Regions from separate parts of the Rattus norvegicus genome. Here region 1 is linked to region 2. A link is a contact called in public Hi-C data. All regions are on one chromosome and are shown on one strand. Each heading gives the region's core, a stretch centred on a gene start, on an enhancer-like site or on the middle of the called end of the contact. The rest is flanking DNA. Distances are from core to core; before and after follow the strand shown. Region 1 holds the start of Plce1 (phospholipase C, epsilon 1). Region 2 overlaps LOC134485233 (a long non-coding RNA gene).

Region 1 (4,302 bases), core at 1,767-4,266, 38 kb after region 2:
CCTTGGGCATGCATTAGTTCCTCTTCAGTGTTGACTGAAATACTATTGTTTCCTAATTCCTTTATTTTATCAAATGCAGACCCACTGAAGAATGGGATTGATTGTAAATCAGGTTCCAGTTGGGAAAAAAAAATCAGCGAAGAAACTGGACCTGTTTGACTGCATCAGACCTCACGAGTGAGTGAGGCCACTCTGGGATGCCTGGTTCCGGCTCTCTGCATGTCTGATCTGTCTTGCAGACTGGGAAGGTCTGTCTGTCATCTACGCAGTGAGTGACTCCCGGGGAGGGGGGGGGGGAGGAAATGTCGCCTCATAAAGCAAGGCCGTACCTTCTTCAGTCCTTTCGCAGCCTTCCAGGGTCTCAGATGTCGGTAGACACACTGCCCCCCAGCTGCTTAACATAAATCACTGTAGTAGTCTGTACTGACCACTCAACCCCCCAGCTTCAGGATTTGTTTAAGAGCAGGTTAGCCCATGGCTGGCTTGTTGAATGTGACGGAGCGCCCACCTTTTTTTTTAAATCGTTGTATGCATAGTAGAGGGTGTAGGGTATCTTGCTGGGAAGTGATTTTTTTTTTTTACAACCTAAATTCATAATCTTAAGGACTCCCACTTAAGTCCATTTCCATTAAGTGGTCTATGATGTCCCGCTTTCTTCTTCAGTCTCCAACACTGATGCTCTCCGTGAAGATACAATTTCCATGGTGCCCTTCCTGGAAGCTGTTGTTGTTTACTCGGCAGAATGGTCCTCTGTACCGAGACGCGGTCTTGCTTCTCTGAACTGAATTTTCCATGGAAGTTGTCCAGCGCTTCTCCGATTCTCAGGCGCTTTATCTGACAGTCTTTCTTCCTGCAGATAATGGCTGGCAGCAACCCACAGCGCAGAGGTTATATGCTGCGCTTCTGAAAAAGCCTTGAATGGAGCCATTGTGCCCCTGAGATGGTCTGCATGTTTGACTGAACAGAGGGCAGGGTGTAAAAAAAAAAAAAAAAAAAAAAAAAAGGCACCTTGTATGCAAGAGTTGGCGAGGTTGCGGAGTGAATCAAAATCTCCAGAAAGTCTGGGCAGCGCTGTTCAGAGGGAGCAATGAACCCTCTGGAAGTCCTGTTAGCTCAGACATTCCAATGCGGTGAGGCAGCCTCAGGGACTAGGCTCCCTCCAGTGGCATTTATGGAGGGAGTGAGCAGGGAACATTGATCTGGATACTCTCTTTGCAAGGGGTTGGGAAAGGCACCCTTCGTATCGGGGCGGAGCCTGCAGGCCACCATACTTGGGTGGTCATCAGCTTTCTACTTATGGGACCCCCCGTTTGTCTTCGATCTCAACAGTGCACTGGCTCAGCTGGAGGGCTCGGTGTTTACTGCCTTTATGGCCACCAGCTTTGCAGCAATTTGATTCCCAGATCAGATTTTAAAAAAAGAACAACTGACCACAAGTTTGGGGTACCAGGTGATGATGATATCTGGATGGCTAGATCCACTAAATGAACTACACAAATCCCAGAGGAATGCCATATGTTAAATAAAAGCCCCATCCTACCAGGAAGGTACTTGTTGACCTCTCCACTTACTTGCCCAAGTCTATGGTTGGGGTAAATGACCATTTATTTATTGGTGGTCTAAAACTAAAAACCTGACACTTAACGAACAAAAAATCTCCCCCAAGGCCTTCTGCTAAGCCCTTCCTGAACCAGCTTTTGTGGGAAGCAGAAACATTAGTTTTCATTAAAACCCTAGTGGTGAGAAAACAGCAAAACAGTGTAAGGATAGGGCTGGCAGATTTTTCTTACGGGCAGAATTCTTTGGCTGTCTTATGCATTCTTGCTCCAGTCTCTCCTGTGCTAGAGGCTCCAAGGAGGGGAGATCTCATTTAAGAAGCTACCTAAACCCAGCAAGAGCAGACAGAGCCTGTGGGAGACCTCCGTGATCCAGCGAAGTTACAGGTAGAGTTCCGGGAGGATGGGAGCTGGACACACCCTGTTGTATGGCTCATACTGGCTAGGGCATGGTGGCCTTCACACAAGATGGTTAGTATGGAGATACTGAAGATTTCTGCATTAATTAAAGTTGTGGAGGAGAACGACTATGGCTGTGGCGTGGAGGGTTGATTTGGTCCAAGGAAAATGCAGACTTGAGACGTGGGCCGGAAAGAATTGGTTCTGGTTGAATGTGGGAGAGGGCATCAGGCCTACGGGTATCTGTAAGACAGCCAGGTAAAAAAGGAGAAGGCACAGGTTTGGGCAAACGGGAGGAGGTTTGATTTTTCTCCAGGTCTCTGGCTCTCCTAACTGCAGATAGGGCATAAAACTTTTGCCAGTAGCCAAGGACGCTCTAGGCAAAGCCGGCAGTTTCTAGCAGCTGTGAAAATCTCCAGACTTGCTTCGGAAAGACCAAACAGGCACGGTTTAGTTTTGTAAGAGATCACAGGCATGAGTAGTCACACATAGCAAAAGAAGTGTCTTGGGCACAATGATAGATAGCATTCTACAAGTACTCGGAAATGAATGGAAGAATGCGAGTGGTGGGAGTCTCGTTGCTGATTCCTACTAGAGTAACTTTGTTAAAGTCACTTAGTAACCTCGGTCCTCAGTTTCCCGGTCTGTCACCCAGGGATGGTCAGCAGGAGGGGAGGCAGTGAGAGAGGACCTCTTGCACCCGAGGTGTGCAGAATTCCGGCTCTCCCGGAGCAAGGTGATCTGTCGCAGCTGGAGACGGTTCCCTCCTGGACCTGAGACCGACTGGCTCTTGGGCTCCTTGGCCCGGGTGTCTGGCGGGGGTCGTCCGGACTGCTAGGGTGGGGAGGCAGGGTGGTGGGGGCGGGCCCCATCCAGCCGAGTCGGGGGGCGGGCCAGGCACTAGCCGCTCCCCTAGTCGCCGGGCGGCCCGCGGTGGCGCTCGCGGCCTCTCACCCCGCGGGCGAGTTCTGGGAAAGCCCGGCCCAGGGCGGGGGCCCGCGCCGCCCCGCTCCGCTCGGCTCCGGGCAGCGCGCACTGCTGGGGCGAGGGACGCGCGGGCTGAGCCCGGAGCGCGGGCTGGCGGCGGGGGCGGCGGGCTAGAGCAGTGGACGGCGGCTGCGCGCCCCGCTGTGCTCTGCCCGGCTTCTGTTCGCTCCTGGGAATCGGCTGTGCGGCTGACACTCTGTAACTGGGACTCTCCACGGCTCTGGGGACGCACGCGCGTGGACCAGGTCCCCAGGGACGCGGCACTCTGGTCCCGCCGCACGTCTGGCTGGAGATCTAAGGTGAGCCTGCGACTCTGTCTCTTGGTCACTGAGGACCGCAGATCCGGAGAGCTGGGCTGGGTGCTCTCCGGGTTGGAGTCGCTCCCGGGCGGCAGCCTGAGTTCGTGTACCTGGTGGCCCAGTCAGCGGCTCCCGCCTCCCAGGGGACAGCCGGGGCAGTCATCCCTTGGGGAATGCTAGGCTGGAGGTCACCCGGTTACCCTGGCCTCGGCTCACCATTTCATGCTGTGTGTGTGTGTGTGTGTGTGTGTGTGTGTGTGTGTGTGTGTGTGTGTGTGTGTGTGTGTGGTGTGGAAGTGGCCCAGCACAAAGCAAAGTAGAAGTCCCTTTCTCAGCAACGCATTTCAAGGAAAGTTCTCAGACATTGTTTCCGGAGAGATTTATCTGTGGAATCCTAGGAAATACAGCACTGGACCTGTTTCACTCTGACTGGTGATTTCGAGAACGGCTATGCTTTTTCTCTAAAGTCTTTCTAAATAACACAGATTCACAATTCTTTGGCCATGGCCCGTGTTACGTGCACAGGGTAAATATGTACCCCCCCTTACATTTAAGTCATGGCACATTTGGTTCAATTGACTAAATCAATTTGTATAGGGACTATTCATTATTCAATAATTCAGTGCATTAAAAAAATAAGCTCTTTAGTAACTAGAGTCGACTTCGCCGAAAACTTTTTTGTACAAAGTTCAGAATTTCATCAGCATTAGTGGGTTTTCTTAACTCTTTTGTAGACGCCCCCTGTGGGGGCAGGGTGATGCTAAGGGCACAGAATAGCACAGCTAAAGTCAGGAACGTGAACCCAGAAGCAATAGTTAAAAGCCAGTCTTGGGAAGGGGTGGCAGGTGGTTCTCTGGATGTCAGTATAGCTTCCTAGTTGTCAGTGCAGGAGGAGCTCACCATCCCTCCTCAGTTACTATACAGAACTGTGGTTTTTCTGAACCATGCTTGACAATATGCTCTAGAACAAAGGTTCTCAACCTGTGGTTCACAACCAGAGGGATCTTTTCATAGGGATGCCTAATACCATCAGAAAACACAGAGCTTTACCACACAATCCA
Region 2 (3,980 bases), core at 978-3,477:
GTATGCATGCATTGTGTGTACCATGTTTGCATGTGTGGAGCATATCAGTATCTACTGGTGTGCCACACACATATGTGTGTGGAAATCCAAGATTGGTATCAGGAGTCTGAGAATTCAAGGCTAGCCTGAACTATGTAGAAAAAAAACTTGTGTTAAACAAAGAGCGAAGCGTTTGTGAACAAGTTTTTGTGTAGGCACACGCAATCATTCCTCTCAGGTGTTTCCCTAGAAGTAGATTCTCACTATTTAAACACTGCCTACCATTGGCATTCATATTTACATGTTTAAGGGGTGTGCATGTGTGCATGCGTGTGTGTGTGTGTGTGTGTGTGTGTGTGTGTGTGTGATATGTGTGCACGGGTACCAGGGAGGGGATGTACTCATGTGTATATATGTAGAGGGTGTCTTCCTCTAGGACTCGACACCTTTTTTTTTTGGTTCATTTTTTCGGAGCTGGGGACCGAACCCAGGGCCTTGCGCTTCCTAGGTAAGCGCTCTACCACTGAGCTAAATCCCCAACCCCGCCACCTTATTTTTTGATACAGAACCTGGAGCTTGTGGTTCAGGCTGTGTGAGCAGGCTGAAGAGCTCCAGGGCTGTGTTTGTCTTTACCCAGCATCCAGTGGGGGATGGGGGATGGGGGATGGGGGATGGGGGAGTTGGGGGATGGAGAGGTGGGGGTTGGGTGGTTTGCAGGAACATTTTGCCACACTCAGTAAATTTCCCTGTGTGCTCAGGATCTGAACGTAGTCCTCAAGCTTGCTCCACAAGCACTTTCCTGGCAGAACCATCTCCGAAGCCATCACATTTTCTTTACTAAAATGGCCCCATCTTGTCCCACAGACTATCAGTCCCACACATAAAATTTTTCTCTTTTTTTATCACTGCCATACAATGAAAGTTTGCACATGAGTTGTTCAAAGAATGCTGAAGCTAAGAGAGCAAAGAGGAGAAAACCTCTTGATTTAATAGGCCGATTGGGTATACAGTAAAAGTCAGTTTGTGGGGAGAGGGAGGACTGGGTATACAGGGAGGGAAGAGAATTTCCAGTCTCCAGCCGGCACCTTCCCTTTGGTCCTTGTTTTCATCTGTAAAATGTCCGGGTTGAAACACATTCCTGGATCTTTCCAGCTCGGTATGCCATATCTGCAGCAAAAAAGAACTGAGTGGCTTAATAAACACAGTATTTATTAACCATTCACCCAACAAATATTTACTATGTGTCTTCTTGAGCCAGTCATTTCCTGGATATCTTATAGGTCAGCTCAACATTTATAAGTTAGACATGGCTATAGGAGAGGGGCTTTAGCCAGGAGGTGATGGTGCATGATTTTAATCCCATACTCTGGAGGCAGAGAGAGGGAGAGGGAGGAAGGGAGGGAGGGAGGGAGGGAGGGAGAGAGAGAGAGAGAGAGAGAGAGAGAGAGAGAGAGAGAGAGAGGGAGAGAGAGAGTTAGAGTTCAAGTAAAAAAGAAGATGGGAATTTGAACATGAAATATGTGGGGCGTGTTTTGTTTTGTTTATTTGTTTGTTTGGTTTTGTTTTAGCTTGTTTAGTTAGTTAGTTAGTTAGTTAGTTGGTTAGTTAGAGACAGGGTCACACTATGTAGGCCAAGCTAGCTTGCTGGAAATCACTATATAAAATAAAACCAGGCTGGCCTAGACTCACAGAGCTCCACCTGCATCTGCCTTCCAAGTGGCATTAATTACAGTTACAAGGATGGGCCGCTATGACCAACTGAATACGTGTATTTTTAAAAATAATTTTATTAACAGTGAAAATAGAAAAATAATTAAAATTTAAGTTCGGAAATTAGGCAATACTCTTAACATTTAAAAAAAAACCTTTATTTCACTATTTTTTTTTTAGCCAATCTGTAACTTGCCACCCTGTCATTCAAAGTGTGAGACCGTGCGGGACTCACGGATCAGGCTTCTGCCCTCGCGGTATTCAAGGGAGGTGTGGAGGGACCCTATGCGATGGAGCTAATGTGACTTCCGACTAAGCTCTGGTTCTCTTAAGATGTGAAGTGGCATAGTTGGGAGAGGAAAGTGGAAGCAGGCTGGGGAAGAACTAAAGATGTCCAGGAAGAAGTGGGTAGGGATCTATGCTATGGGTTGAACGCTAGGGGCTGATGTGAACCATGACTAGACAAACAGAGAAACACAGTATCCAAGCTCTGGGTCAGGCCAGAAAGGTGGAGACAAGCCTGAGTCACTGGAGCCAGACTCGGAGGAAGGCCCTCGGAGCTCTGAGGTGAGCAGCTGTAGTTTCTAATACACACTTCATTCAGCTGCCTGCGCTGAGAACACGGCTCATGGTCAGTGGAATGGAATTTGGAGCAGGCACAGCCCCTCAGAAGGCACAGAAACCCGATATGTCGGCTTTAGCCTGGTGTTTCTCCAGGCATTTCCCTTCATTTGATTCCAATTCTTTGTGATGTCCAACAGAATAGAGCCCGCCTGACTAGCCAGAGGGTAAGAGAAAACCAGACAGAGTGGTCAGGCCAAAAATTCCCATTTAGGTGAGATGAGGAAGTTGGTTGAGGCAAAGGCCCCTGGTTTGGTTAGATGGTACGGGGTTCTAAGGACGGGGACTTTCTGTGATGGATGCGGGCAGTGAAGCTGTATTTGAAGCCAGCAGTGAGGATAAACAAACGGTATCAACTGCCGGATGCAAGAGGTCAGTTAGAGACCCTGGACATGAAGAAAGGAGGAAAGAGGGAGACAAGATCAAGAGCAAGTCTGTGGACAGACCAGGAAAGAACCCGACGAAAGTTTAGGATCTGTAGGGAACAGCTCTAGAGTTCAAAGCCTTGATCTTATTGGATGGGAGACTGAGGGGTGGAGCTTAGCCGCAGAGCAGTTTCCAAACATGCGCAAGGTTTTGGACTTGATCTTAAAACACTAGAAGAAAGGAAGGAAAGAAGGAGGGAAGGAAAGATGGAGGGAGGGAGAAGGAAGGACTTAAATGCCTGAATCTTCCTGGCCGTTAGTCTAGAGAAGTCAGGATCCAAACGAACTACAAGCAGGAACCAGAGATCTAAAGTACAGAATCCAGACGTCCGAAGTCAGACAAGACAGGTAGGTGGACACTAGCTGGCAATGTGACCGAGCAAGTGTGGGTGCTTAAAAGGGAGGTTACTTTGACATTGAATAGTGGGGCCCCATTTACTGCACGCTGGAGTCAGTTGGAGTTTGAATAAGTTGACGCCTCAGTTCCTTCGATAATCTAGTTTATTCTGTCTGAGGTGCAGCCCGGATTTTAGATGGTGGGGCAGTCTAGTAGGCATTCAGTGATAGCACTATACAGTCAGGGCTGAGGACCACTCTCCTGAAACTGGGTCTCAACAAGCACGGCACAGGTCTTTTTTTGAAAACCAGGGTCCACATCCACAAAACAAGGTAAAGGAAGTGTCATATACTATCACTTTGGAGGTTTGCTGGATAGTTTTATGCCAACAGGACACAAGCTAAACTCATTTAGAGGAGGGAACCTCTATTCAGAAAATGCTTTCATAAGATTTGGTCATAGGCAGGCTTGTAGGCATTTTCTTCACTAGTGATTGATGGAGGAGGGCCCTGCCCACTGTGGGTAGGGTTATCCTTGGTCTGGTGGTCCTAGGTTCTATGAGACAGCAGGCTGAGCAAGCCATGAATAGCAAGCCAGTAAGCAGCACCCCTCCATGGCCTCTGCATCAGCTCCTACATCCAGGTTCCTGCCCTGTTTGAGTTCCTGTCCTGGCTTCCTTTGATGATCAACTGTGTGTGATACGGAAGGGTAAGCCGGAGAAGCCCCAATTTGCTTTGGTCATTGTGTTTTATCACAGCAACAGTAACCCAAATCAAGACAGGAGATGGAACCAATTCCTAGGGATTTTTCAGAAAATAGCCTCAATAAAAATAACTTTTATATTCAGTAAAGGGTCCGCATATAATTTCTTCTGACAAAGCCAACAGTTGATGAACCTCTTTGAGGAG

What was found. A called contact is a pair of places that touch in the nucleus more often than the background predicts.
Region 1: a Hi-C map of the A7r5 cell line shows a contact between it and region 2, with 2.5 times the contacts expected there. The contact joins the promoter of Plce1 here to the enhancer-like site in region 2. A contact is called at or near these places in 5 of 12 Hi-C or Micro-C datasets (the A7r5 cell line, the Rat2 cell line, Schwann cells and 2 more).

The regions. Positions count from the first base shown.
Region 1 is chr1:245,654,064-245,658,365 of GRCr8, forward strand. Plce1 (phospholipase C, epsilon 1) reads left to right here and starts at 3,017. Exons shown (of 33, transcript NM_053758.2): 1 at 3,017-3,241.
Region 2 is chr1:245,617,219-245,621,198 of GRCr8, forward strand. It overlaps LOC134485233 (a long non-coding RNA gene), which reads right to left. Exons shown (of 2, transcript XR_010063255.1): 2 at 935-1,146. Among named protein-coding and RNA genes, the nearest start is that of Plce1, 38 kb to the right of the region's middle. Within about 2 kb of position 2,228, at least 10 of the 93 cell types and tissues checked have an H3K27ac peak or open chromatin away from gene starts, as enhancers often do. A contact at or near this core is called in the A7r5 cell line, where this site is marked.